Regions from separate parts of the Danio rerio genome. Here region 1 is linked to region 2. A link is a contact called in public Hi-C data. All regions are on one chromosome and are shown on one strand. The core of a region is the stretch at or near the end of the contact, and the rest is flanking DNA. Distances in the headings are between cores, read along the strand shown.

What was found. Hi-C and Micro-C count contacts between places; a contact is called where the count stands out from the background.
Region 1: a contact with region 2 is called in a Hi-C map of embryo, with 2.2 times the contacts expected there. The contact joins the promoter of bend4 here to the promoter of grxcr1a in region 2. A contact is called at or near these places in 4 of 18 Hi-C or Micro-C datasets (all in embryo) and 1 of 4 datasets of contacts at active chromatin or transcription factors (embryo).

What each region holds. Positions count from the first base shown.
Region 1 is chr14:49,831,979-49,835,443 of GRCz12tu, reverse strand. bend4 (BEN domain containing 4) reads right to left here and starts at 1,437. Exons shown (of 5, transcript XM_690223.11): 1 at 908-1,437. The coding sequence starts at 1,349.
Region 2 is chr14:49,454,730-49,457,896 of GRCz12tu, reverse strand. It overlaps grxcr1a (glutaredoxin and cysteine rich domain containing 1 a), which reads left to right and starts at 1,519. Exons shown (of 5, transcript XM_073922207.1): 1 at 1,519-2,510.

The DNA of each region.
Region 1 (3,465 bases), core at 188-2,687, 380 kb before region 2:
ACAAAGCTTTAATATCCAAACTTTAGATTATTAAAATGTTCATGCATAAACCACTTTGGAAGCTTTATTTTTAAGAGAGTCAATCTACAGTATTTCCTGAATTGCTGTGTTTACATATATAGAACATTGTTCATTTGAGGGATTTCACAATTGTGTTTGAGGTATAAATGTTAAGTTGATCAAAATTTAAAAATAGATTTTTTTTTTTTTTTAATTTTGGGCAACCAAAAATAGTGACATTAATAACCAATATATTTAAACTTGTATGACTTTAATAAAAAGCATCTATATTAAACTTTTTAAAACAACGACTTTTTATTTTAAAATGGTTTCACAAACTTTTAACATCCAAAAAAAAAAAAAAAAAAAACTACATTCAGTAAACTTTAGATTATTAAAATGTTATTTGCACTATAGAAAAAGGTTGTTAAACATTTAGGTGCTCAACAAAAATGATTCCGCTTCATCACACAAACCTTTTCGGAAGCTTTACTTTTAAAAGAGTACAAATTACTGATATTCTACGCATGGCTTTCTGTGTTTACATGGATCATTGTTCATTCCAGGGATTTCCTACGCACTTGGGCTTGTGATATAAATGTTAAACAAACAAGTATCCTATGTTGGTAAATAGAAAACTCGCATGGCATCACAAAAGACCGTAACGCATTCACAATATCATACTGCCTACTGAAATTAAGCAACTGCTACTGTTTTTAGTCATTATTTTCTTGAGGGAAATTAAGCATGCTTGAATTAGTCGCATCATTTGGGCGTGGGTTCCAAAATATGGATGTATGCTGCGATATGCAGGAGAATTCAGTTCCTCTTTTCGGTATAGTTAGCCTACTCTCTGCTTTCAGCATAGTGGATAAAAAAGTTTTGTTAGGCAAACTTGTCCACTTACCTGAGCTTATTCCGTAGGTGCAGTCTGGAGTCTGGTGGCTGATCTCGGCGCGGAGTCTACCGGACTCTTGGCCCGCGACCGCGACCCTCCGCGGGCTGCCAAATGAAGCCGACGCCGCCGCGCCGCTCCCCGCTGAGGAAGCTCTGCTGCTGGGCCTGATTTCGCAGGGGAGCCGGTGCTGATGGGTGCTGCTGCTGATGGGCAGCGGGGATTGGGGAAGCGGCACGCGCTGAGAAAACTGCTGCTGATGCTGATGACTGAGATGATGATGATGGTCTCCGAGCTGCGGGATGTCCACCATTGTGGGTCTGTCATCATATCTCGCTTTACCTACTGTGCGCTTGCTCGGGAAGGTTTTAAGGGAGCTGTACGGACTCCGCTGCTGCCTGCTGATTTTGGCCGCAGAGAGACCTTCGTCAGCCGGTAGCATCTCCTCCTCCATCTCCCGCGGAGTTAAGAGTCGTTCCGTCCCGGTGTGGTTTGCTCAGTGTCTCGCCGCCTGCCTGCCTCTCTGTGTCTCAAACACTTCTAACTGTGTCTGAGACACTCAGAGGGTGGGTGACTTTACTGACAAGTCATTGCTCCAATCCCCTGGCGGTAACCGCACGCGCTGGCTTTAATTCTACCAACAGGGGAATACCGGCGGAGGGGGCACCGGCGGCTGATGCTCTATCAGTGGGAGTGTCGGTCGGATGATGAGACAGAGGTCCATGAGGATATGAAGAGGTGTGCGTGAGATCCCTCCATGTTTTTTTCTGGCAAATAGAGGTGCTATGGGCATGCTTGTTTGTTTTTGTTGCTGTTGTTTTATGCTGAACTGAACAAAACTTAGCCTAGAGGCAGTTAAAGATACAAATACCAATGCAAATAACAAACTTAAATAAATAGATAAATAACTAAATAAATAAATAAATAAATAAACACATAAAATAAAATAAATTATAGACTGTATTAAATTCCGCATTCACATGCAGGTAATTGTAGTAAAAAGTTTTTTTTTTTTTTGTAAATACATTAAATGCGACACTGAACAACAAAATAGCTGGTGTTTTTGTAAGAAATTGAGATTTAAAATAAATGTAAAAAAAAATAGATTTAAAATCTGACTAAAGCTTTCTATTAAAATATAGCCCACCTAGGATGTTATGTCTTGCAGATATTTGAACATAAAGCATAAAAATTCAGAGAAAACTGTCTTTAACACTGTCTAATAAACATTACTAATCAATTTTTAAAAATATTTAAAATATTGAATGTAATGTATGATCTTCGTGATTTTTGGTGTAAAAAAATGAATGGTTTTGACCCATACATTGTGTTTTGACTATTGCTACACCATGCAATTAAACGTTTTGTGGTCCAATTTAGTCAAATATATCTTTGTATTGCCTAGTTTCATTCATTCATTCGCTTTTTGGCTTAGTCCCTTTATTAATCAGTGGCCGCCACAGCGTAATAAACCACCAACTTATCAAGCATATGTTTTACTCAGCAGATGCCCTTCCAGCTGCGACCCAGGACTGGGAAACAACCATACACACTCACATTCATAGTCGTACACTCCACCACACCAACACGGCGAAAACATGCTGACCTTCTTGCTGACAGGTGACAGTGCTACCCATTGAGCCATCGTGTCGCCTATTGTAATTTAATAAATGAATAAATAGATGATTTTAAAATAGTGGCGACACGGTGAGTAGCACGATAGCCTCACAAGGTTGTTGGTTGGAGCCTCGGATGGATCTGTTGGCATTTCTGTGTGGAGTTTGCTTGTTCTCCCCAAGTTGGCGTGGGTTTCCTCCAGGTGCTCTGGTTTCCCCCACAATCCAAACACATGCGCTATAGGTGAATTAAGCTAAATTGGCTGTAGTGTATGTGTATGGGTGTTTCTCAGTGATGGGTTGCAGCTGGAAGGGCATCCGCTGCATAAAACATATGCTCGATAAGTTGGCAGTTCATTCCGCTGTGGGGACCCCAGATAAAAAAAAAGAGACTAAACCGAAAAGAAAATGAATGAATGAATAATAAAAAAAAGGCACGTTAGTGTCTCCTCAATGTTTGATACAATAGTTTAGTTAGGCCTATTACTGTATATTCCTATTCTGTGACAACTTATTTTACATAAAGTGATTTCTTTTGAAATTGTGTGTACATTTTGGGAATTTTTATTGAACAAAAAACTTCTTATAATTTTTGCTACTGTATTTCGAATGCTAAAACTATTAAAAGGGGAACTATTATGCAAAAATCAATTTTATAAGGGGTTTAAACACAGTTGTGTGGCAGCATTGTGTGAAATGATCCAAAATATCATTATTTAAAATAGCCTCTAATGGTAAAAATGTATTCATTCTATCTTTTATAATCACACTTGATAAAAACAGTCTAAAAACAGAAACAATTGGATTGGCATTCTCCCTGTGCACATGTCATCAAAGGCAAAAAGCCCAGACTATACGTGAACCGTGCCCAGGCCCGATTCCCGGATCGTTTGTGAAGTGTGAGTGCTCTGAACCCGGCTTGTTCGCAGTTCAGTTGGCCGGCCCTGGCCCAGT
Region 2 (3,167 bases), core at 270-2,769:
GGGCTCAAGGACCTTTTGAGCTCAGGGCTCTTTCCCGGGACAGCATGCCAAACTTGCTTATAATCAATCATCAACTAAGTGTGAACTCTTGAAATTAAGTTTACAGTTTTTTCACAATTCACAAAACCACTCACCCAAACTGCAAAACACCTCATAGAGACAGTGAGAGTGTGTGTGCTCATGCGTTCACCAGTAGAAAGCAACAGGTAAGACCAGAAGTGCAAGGGTGTCCGAACTCGGTCCAGGAGAGCCAGTGTCCCTAAGAGTTTAGCTCCAACCCCAATCAAACACGCCTGAACCAGCGAATTAAGTTCTTACTAGATATACTAAAAATGTCCTGGCAGGTGTGTTAAAGCTAGTTGAAGATAAACTCTCCAGGACACCGGCCCCCGCGGACCGAGTTTGGACACCCCTGAAGTAGTGAATAAAGAACAAGTGTGTTTACCTCTATTGACCGAACTGTCTCTTTAAGAGCAGACGCGCACACCCTTGAGCTCTGATCACTGACAATCACACACTCTGACGTGACAGCATTTAGAGAAAGATCAGCCTGCTGGAGAGAAAACACACACACACACACACACACACACACACACACACACACACACACACACACACACACACATGCAGTGGTGTGATCTGAATTACAGATGAGGCACAGAAGTGCTTCAGCATTGATGACTGATGAGGGCACTGATCACAGACCTGCATCAGCACAGTCTTGAGGAAATGAATAAACAAATCTCTGAATAGGAGACGCCTGTACGGCCAGAACAGATGATTGATTGAACTCTAAAGTGAAATGCAGCCCAATATTAATCAGGCACCAGCAAATCAGTGGATGAACACACGGCAGTGACTGATTTAGCAGCAGGCTCTGAATTATGCTGAGACTTTGCACTTAATTTGAGATGCAGAAATGCAGAAAGCGTCAGATGTAATGCTCTGTTTAGTTCTAATTACTCCTTGATTTGCTTGAAAAATGACAGACCACAAAAAGGCCTTAAAGAGTACCAATTATGCAAAATTCACTTTTATAAGGGGTCTAACCACAGTTGTGTGGCAACAGGCTGTAAATGTAACCAGCTTCTAATGATAAAAATGTATTAATTCTATGTATTTTAATCACAATTGATAGTTTCTGGATGCAGATGCAGGCTGAGATTGCATCGCTCAGAGATGCAATATCAGACACAATGCACTCAATGGAGCTAGTGACATCACTGTGAGGGGTAGGGTTAGGTTAGGTGAGCACATTAAAAAAGCATTGCATGCATCTCAGTTTGCATCTGCACCGAGTCTGCGTTTTTCACTTTGTACGTGTCATCATAGGAAGAAAGCCCCGCCCATTAGTAACGAGCTCTTTGTCATTGATTTTGAATCTGGCGATATCCGATTGTTAAGTCGTGACGTGTCGGTGATGTATGGATTGCCAATGCAATCTCATGGCAATTCGTGACTTTTTGATTTAGTGGATAACTAGTATGATCTAATTCGTACAATTTAGTACGATTTGCTCATCACCCAATGAAGGTTGGGGTTAGGGGTGGGGTTGTATGCCACACCTCCTTTTTAAAATCCTACATTTTTGTACGACTTAACTCGTACGAATTTGTAAGAATTAGCGACTAAAATTTAAAATACTTACGTTTCCTTGTGAGATCAGGCTAGGATTACTGTTTGCGGGTCTAAGCAGCCACTCATTTGAATTGAGAAAATATTAGTTAATGACCACTGTTTAGTCCTATCACACATTAATTAACAAGTAAATTTTATATAAAATCATGGTGTACAGATCAGTCTCTGGATATGCCAAACATTTGAAATATTTGATTAGACACAAATGTGTATAGTGAGTAGCTCCGTCAAATAGATGATTTCAAAGCTAACTGACATGTCTGAAAAATATACAGAGGGGGTACTTGGACTAGTACACACTGAATACCGACCGAGAAAGGGACAGTCTATAAACACCTAGATTCATGTATAGATATTTAGCACATTTCTCTTAGCTGTGACATAAGATGTGTTCAAGTGACAAGCGGTTCAACACAAACGAGTCCTATTTATGGACCCTGTTTAGGGCCCTATAAAATATCTTGTATTTTTTCCAACAATACAAAATGACCTAAGTACAGCAAACAGACATTAAAGAGCAAAAATACTGCACACTCAGTTCATAATCAGTCTTTTTAGTGCATAATTAGTTAATTTGATGCAGCAAATTGACATTTTTTGCATGCTCCTGATGCTGTAAGTACATTGCCAAATAATTTTGAGTACAGTCTTGCTGGCTTACAATGGCCTTGTTGCACTAGAAATTTATGTTTTGTCATCATTTACTCACTATTCACTTATTCCAAAAGTTTTTTTCTGTTCAACAGAAAAGGAGATATTTTGATAAATGTTGGAAAACAGTAGCCACTGACTGCCACAAGTTTGCTTTTTGGTGTCAATAGGCACCAGTTTCCAGTTTGCGCTCAACAGAAGAGATTTGAAACCACTTTAGGGTGAGTACATTTTAAGTTTTGGGTGAACAATCTGTCTCCTGTTTTCAGAATAAAAGTCCCACATACATAGTACTGTAAGTTACATATACAATTAAAAATAACTAAAGGAGAAAACTAACATCTCACTAACAATGTGGCTTATCAAACACATCTTGATGTATGCAAATTAATAATCCCAGAGTAACATATCAGTTTGTGTATTGGCTAGAGATCTCCTCCTGATGTCTGGATGACATTAAAACATGACCCAAAGTCATGGAAATGCTGAAGGCATGCCCTGTGTCACGCAACAGTCTGCTTTGGGTTCTGATTGGCACTTTGTCCATCTGGGATTTACATGGAGTTTACATGAGAACAATGAAACAATGGTGTCTGAGGCTCACTGTATGCCCATTTCTATATACTGATCTCGTATTAATTGACTATGCCTAGGTATACCCAGATTTTCTTTATAGGATACCTTTAAGTTCACACATACAGTTGATGTCAGAATTATTAGCCCCCTGCTATTTTTTCCCCAATTTCTGTTTAATGGAGAGAACACTTTTCTAAACATAATAGTTTTAATAACTCATTTCTAATAACTGATTTATTTTATCTTTGCCATGATGACAGTAAATAATACTTTACTAGATATTTTTCAAGACACTTCTATAC